Linked DNA regions of Pan troglodytes: region 1 is linked to region 2. A link is a contact called in public capture Hi-C data. All regions are on one chromosome and are shown on one strand. Each heading gives the region's core, a stretch centred on a gene start, on an enhancer-like site or on the middle of the called end of the contact. The rest is flanking DNA. Distances are from core to core; before and after follow the strand shown.

Evidence for each region. Capture Hi-C pulls out chosen DNA fragments and counts their contacts.
Region 1: a contact with region 2 is called in a capture Hi-C map of stem cell-derived neural stem cells, with 6 times the contacts expected there. The contact joins two enhancer-like sites. A contact is called at or near these places in 4 of 7 Hi-C or Micro-C datasets (blood, induced pluripotent stem cells and stem cell-derived neural progenitor cells) and 1 of 1 other capture datasets (stem cell-derived neural stem cells).

What each region holds. Positions count from the first base shown.
Region 1 is chr18:23,008,085-23,011,253 of NHGRI_mPanTro3-v2.0_pri, reverse strand. It overlaps PDILT (protein disulfide isomerase like, testis expressed), which reads left to right. Exons shown (of 12, transcript NM_001280427.1): 3 at 3,052-3,169. Among named protein-coding and RNA genes, the nearest start is that of PDILT, 19 kb to the left of the region's middle. Within about 2 kb of position 1,618, at least 7 of the 24 cell types and tissues checked have an H3K27ac peak or open chromatin away from gene starts, as enhancers often do. A contact at or near this core is called in stem cell-derived neural stem cells, where this site is marked.
Region 2 is chr18:22,522,136-22,525,169 of NHGRI_mPanTro3-v2.0_pri, reverse strand. No RefSeq gene overlaps it. Among named protein-coding and RNA genes, the nearest start is that of GPRC5B, 13 kb to the right of the region's middle. Within about 2 kb of position 1,264, at least 1 of the 24 cell types and tissues checked has an H3K27ac peak or open chromatin away from gene starts, as enhancers often do. A contact at or near this core is called in stem cell-derived neural stem cells, where this site is marked.

The DNA.
Region 1 (3,169 bases), core at 369-2,868, 490 kb before region 2:
TCTAATCTCCATATAATATTCAGAGAAATCCAGTTAAAAAGTAGCTCAGATCACCACCTAAGGACAGGAGTTCAAGACCAGCCTGGCCAGCATGGTAAAACCCCATCTCTACTAAAAATACAAATATTAGCAGGGCCTGGTGGTGCATGCATGTAATCCCAGCTACTCAGGAGGCCAAGGCAGGAGAATCACTTGAACCCGGGAGGTGGAGGTTGCAGTAAGCCAAGATGGTGCCACTGTACTCCAACCTGGGTGACAGAACGAGATCCGTCTAAAAAAAAAAAGAAAAAAGAAAAGAAAAAAAGTAACTCAGATCACCTCCACCTCTGCTCCAAACCCTCTGGTACCATTCCATATTCTGGGAAAAGTCTATTCAGTGGCTTGCGAGACCCTACATCACCTGTCCCCTGGCCCCAGCTCACTCTGCTCCAGACCCAATGGACTTCTTGTCATACCTTGAACATGTCACACATGCCCCACCTCAGGGCCTTTGCATACACTGGCCCTTTACCAGGAATTCTCTCCTGCTAGATGTCTACATGGCTTGCGCTCTCATTTCTTTCCATCTTTATTAAAACATTGCTTCTCAGTGAGCCATCTTTAGCCTCCTACTTAAACTTGCAATTTCCCTAATACTCCCAACCTCTAACTCTCCTGTTCTTTTCCAAAGCACATATTATCTAACACAGCACGTATTTTACTTTGTTATTCTGCTTATTTTCTGCCTTTTCCAGTGACAGCAGGGGTTTTTATCTGTTCACTGTTATATCCCCAATCCCTAGGACAGTGCCTGGCACATGGCATATCCTAAAAGTTTCATTGTATGAATGAATAAATGAATGAATGCATAAAATGAATGAATGAATCTCCATTACTATTATCATAGGCCCCATCAATCTAGCTCTCAGACCCCAGCACTCCGGTTGCCACAAGCTCTCTCTGGGTGTCCATTTCAGACACCCAGGGGCACTGGGTTGTGTGTGGAACCTCTAAAATTTGCTTTACCATCTGGACAATCATTCCAAGTGTTTCTCTTGCCCTGAGCTTCCGCCCTCAGAAACTCAGATTCGGATTCTGTGTCAATCAGCAATCCTGAGCCCAGCATGGCCACATCCACGAGGAAGCCGGGGAGAGCCCCATGGACCAGAGCAGCCAGCAATTGGCCAGTGCATGCTGGTGATGATGGATAGGGGATATAGAAGGCGATGACGGTGACAAAGCAGGCAGTGGAGGGGCATCGATTCAGGAGGGAGGCACAAAGTCCCCGCTTCCGGTCCACTGACCGGGAGTTTAATGAAAGCGATCATTCACTTTCCGATCCCATTGCAGGAGCAGGCGTGCTGACCAGCAACGGGGCCCGCGCCAGCTGTCCCGGGGCCCTGCTTTCTGAGCGGCACTTTACAAAAGACCTCTCTGTTGGACTTGGAACTTGCCCTCTGCAGCAGAGGTCATTTGCACTTTCTCCAAGTGCTCCAGATGGACCAAGGGGGTGGGCGGCAGTGAAAAAGATAAAATGTTCTGGCTTGAAAGACAATCAATGACCCCCTGCCCTGGCTCAGCCCCCTTCCTCAGTCATGGGGTAGCCAGGAACCTGCAGCCTCACAATGTTATCAGGAGGAAGAAAGGCAAACTTGGGCGCCTTTTAGTCCCCTCCGTTTAGCCAGAAAAGCCTCTTGCACTGCCAAGGTCACGTGCCAGCTCCCTGATACCGCTTCCAGAAAAGGGCTTCCCCCAGTCCCTCCCCACTGCCCAGCAACGTGAGGGGCCAAGGCGTCCAGATCAGATCTCTTAATGGAGAGTTCCAGGTCTCTTCGAGACAAGAGGGTGGACTCAGGGGAACACCACAACCTCCCCTATCCCCGCCCTTCCCACACCTGGTTTTCCTTACCTGCCAAAGTCCCCTGTCCAATTACATGCAGGGCAACTGCAGGGGCTCAATTTGGCCTGTTAGCTCCAGGACGTTCCACCAGATGGCGCTCATGAGCTCTCATGCTTCCTCTCTGTCTCCATAATTTCTGACCACAGAATTTTTTTAAAACAAAAAATTTTAATAGTTTGGAAAATTTCCCTCTAGACTTCTTTTGCCCTGGGCATACACTTTTTAACAATTCCATAAATGTGATCATCGTGTCTATGCTACTGAGTGGTTTGTTTTTGTTTATTTCAATAGCTTTGGGGGTACAAGTGGCTTTTGGTTACAGGGATCAATTGTGTAGAGGTGAGGTCTGAGATTTTAGTGCACCCATCACCTTAGTCATGTTCATTCTACCTAATATGCAGTTTTTTTTAATCCCTCACCCTGCATCCAGCCTCCCCGCATCTGAGTCTCCAATGTCCATTATACCACTCTGCATGCCTTTGTGTAATCATTGCTTGGGTCCTGCTTTGACCACAGAAATTTTACTATAATAATGGAAGCAGTAGTAAGAATGCACCATGTACTTAACTTGTGCCAGGCATTATGCCAAGTGTTTTACATGCCTAGTGGAGATTAGAAAAGAACTCTACAGCCAGACGGAGTGGGCTCTTGTCCTGGCCTTACCTCTCACTGTCACAGGGCTTTGCACAAGTAAGTCATTTGTTGTGCTTCAGTTTCCTCATGTATAAAATTGAGATAATAATAATACCTATCCCACAGAGTTATAGAGAGGAGTAAATGGCTTAATGCATGTAAAACTCTTAGAAAACAATAAGCAATTATAGCTGGTTGTGACATAAATCTCATTTAACTCTGATGATTCCTTGAAGTAACCACTATTATTTTCACCCACTTTACACAAGAGAAGTGGAGCTCAGAGAGATGGAGTAAAGTTGCCCATGGTTGTGTTGTTTCCAATGCTACTGAATCCAAAGAACCTTGATAGACATCTCCCAGATTGTCTAATTTCATGAACCATTGTGTCTCACATCTTGTCACATTTATGAAAATTCAGCCATTAACCGCTGAGCACAAGAAAGGTTCCGGGAGCTAAGCAGGCCCAACAAATAATCTACCGTTGGAGATGGGGAGCGAGGAAAGGCCTCTCAAATTTTGTCTTTATACTCTTTCAGACAACCCATCCTCAAAGCAATCCAGGAACTTGGCGGAAGAGCTGGGCAAAGCTGCGGAGATCATGGGCAAAGGCAAGAATGGGATCGGCTTTGGCAAAGTGGACATTACTGTAGAGAA
Region 2 (3,034 bases), core at 15-2,514:
TTTTTTTTTTTTTTTTTTTTGAGACGGAGTCTCACTTTGTTGCCCAGGCTGGAGTATAGTGGTGCGATCGCTGCTCACTGCAACCTCCGCCTTCCGGGTTCAAGTGATTGTCCTGCCTCAGCCTCCCGAGTAGCTGGGATTACAGGTAAGCAACACCATACCCGGCTAATTTGTGTATTTTTAGTAGAGACAGGGTTTCACCATGTTAGCCAGGCTGGTCTTGAACTCCTGACCTCAAATGGTCCACCTGCCTCAGCCTCCCAAAATGCTGGGATTACAGCCACCAGCTGTTATTTAGACCTTCCGGACTCCAAGCAACTTCAGCCACAAGCATACTGTGATTTGCTTGTTTTCAATGTTGTCTATGAGGTTGTTTAATAAGGAGTGGGCTTGCTTCCATTCTTTTTGGAATAGGGCAAAGAATGAATGAACAATTGAATGAATTAATAAACAAATATATGTTCATACACACTGTAAATAATATTACTAATCCTTAGAAGAGATATGTTCTCAGACACCTTTAAGAATTTGCCCCATGTCATGTCTCAGAGCCCAGGAATCTGTCTGTCTCTGGGGAGCCCTGGGCAGTGTAGAGATTGTGCATTCAAAAATTTGTCAGAGGAGGCTGGGCGCTGTGGCTCACGCCTGTAATCCCAGCACTTTGGGAGGCCGAGGCAAGAGGATCACTTGAGACCAGGAGTTAGATGCCAGCCTGGGCAACTTAGTGAGACCCTGTCCCTACAAAAAATTTAAAAATTAGCAGGACATGATGGCGCACACCTTTAGTCCCATCTACTCTGGAGGCTGAGGTAGGAGGATCACTGGAGCCCAAGTTTGAGGTTGCAGTGAGCTATGATTGCACCACTGCACTCCAGCCTGGGCAACAGAGACAGACTCTGTCTCTAAGAAAAGAAAAAAGATGATCAGGGGTACCATTACTTCTTCCACTCAATCCCGTCTACTCATTTATAACAAAGCCCAAAGCATAGGACACGCCAAAGACAGTGAAGATTTTTTTTTAAATGAGGTGTCTGACCAGAGACAGATGTAAAGGTCAGGACAAAGACAGACGTCTCCCCCAAGTGGAAATCCGGGGAAATGCAGTCTAAGAGGAGAAGAGGGAGCCTCCAAATTCACCACTGAATGAGAGCCTGAAAGCGGAGTTCGAGGAGGAAAGTCACGACCTAGGTCACGGATGCACACTCGGCCCTCCTGGGTCAGGCAGGGATGGGCATTTGGGAGGCAGGTTGGGTGTGGGGACAGGAAGTGTAGGGACCTGGCGGCAGCCACCACCACCACTCAGCTGAAACTCTGGGCTCTGCAGGATGTTGAGGTCTTGGCTTCCAGAGGAAAAAACATTTCCACCAGGGACACAGAAAATATCCCATTAAATCTCACGCTGCAGCTGCCACCTGGTCTCTTTGTACGCTTCATGGTGGGAAAGATGAGCAGGCAAAGAAAGGATCCTCTGTCCTGGGAGGAGGAATGAACTCCACCCTCAGGAGGAGGGAGGGCTGTCTGGGGTCAGGGAAGATGTTTAGCCCTTGGGTGATTTCACCTGGGCATTTCTAGTCACCTGTCTTTTTTTTTTTTTTTTTAAAGAGAGAGACAGCATCTCACTCTGTTACGTAGGTGGTGTTCAGTGGTGCCATCATAGCTCACGACAGCCTCCCACTCCTGGGCTCAAGTGATCTTCCCGCCTCAGCTTCCCAAGTAGCTGGGACCACAGGTGCACACCACCCTGCCCAGCTAATTTTTAATTTTTTTTTTTTTTAACAGAGACGAGGTATCACTATGTTACCCAGGCTGGTCTCAAACTCCAGACCTTAACTGATCCTCCCATCCCGGCCTCCCAAAGCACTGGGATTACAGACATGAGCCACCACACCCAACCTCTGGCTCACTTTTGATGGGAAGTGGTCACACGCAACAGCCACAGCCTGAGAAGGGAGGGGATGATGACCAGGGGCTCAGGACCCTCAGCAACGAAGGTCTTGATCAGGCCCTGGGTGAACCACTGAGGTCAGCAGGGGGCACGGCCAAGGGCAAGGGGAGCAAGAGTGAGTAACAGAGAATGGGGGCAATGAATACCTGCTGGTGGCCAAGTCCCTTCCCAGCCTCTTCCTTTCAGGAAGCAGGTGAGCAGACTCAGCCAGGGTCTGCAGCCACTTTGATGTGAGGCACGAAGGCTCAGCCCCACTTCCCCAGTGTGGGGCAACTCTACGAGGCCAGCTCCAGAGCTGCCGGGAAGGCAATGCAGCCCAACCGGTCCCTCTGCCCAATGCTGCCTCCTCCCATCCTGGATGCTGATCCCGAGAGCACTCCCAAAACCTTTCCCATGTGCCAGTCTCCACCTCAGAGCCTGCTTCCCAAGGTGCCCACCTGCACCACCAGCTGTATTCCTGGGGAGCAGCTCCGGCAGGTGGCTTTCTCATGCCCAACTCCAATTCCGCTCACTGGGCACACACCAATCCCCTCTTGCTTCACCTGGATCCCCCAGATATTTCTTGTTATCAACTGAATGTTTGTGTCCCCCTAAATTCATATGTTGAAGCCCTCATCCCCAATGGGATGGTATTAGGAGGTGGGGCCTTAGAGAGGTGATTAGGTTTAGAAGAGCTCATGAGAGCAGGGCCCCCCTGATGGGATTAGTGCCCTTACAAGAAACAAAACAAAGCTCTCTGGCATGCACTCGCACTCTCTTTCTCTCTCTCTTCTCTGTGGGTGTGTGTGTTTGTGTGTGTATATATATATAAATAAAATCTCCCCACCATATCACTATCCAGCAAGAAGGCAGCCATCTACAGCCAAGAAGAGAGCCCTTCCCAGAACCCACCCATGCTGGCACCTTGATTTTGAATTTCCAGCCTCCAAGAAATAAATGTGCTTGTTTAAGCCACCATTCTATGGTATTTTGTTATAGCAGCCAGAGCTGGCTGAGACACCTTGTCATGCAATTGTCCTGCCTCATAAGGATCTCTGAAGTCTGGAGGTCACCACCATCTCCCACATCTACCCCTACAGCCACTCTTCA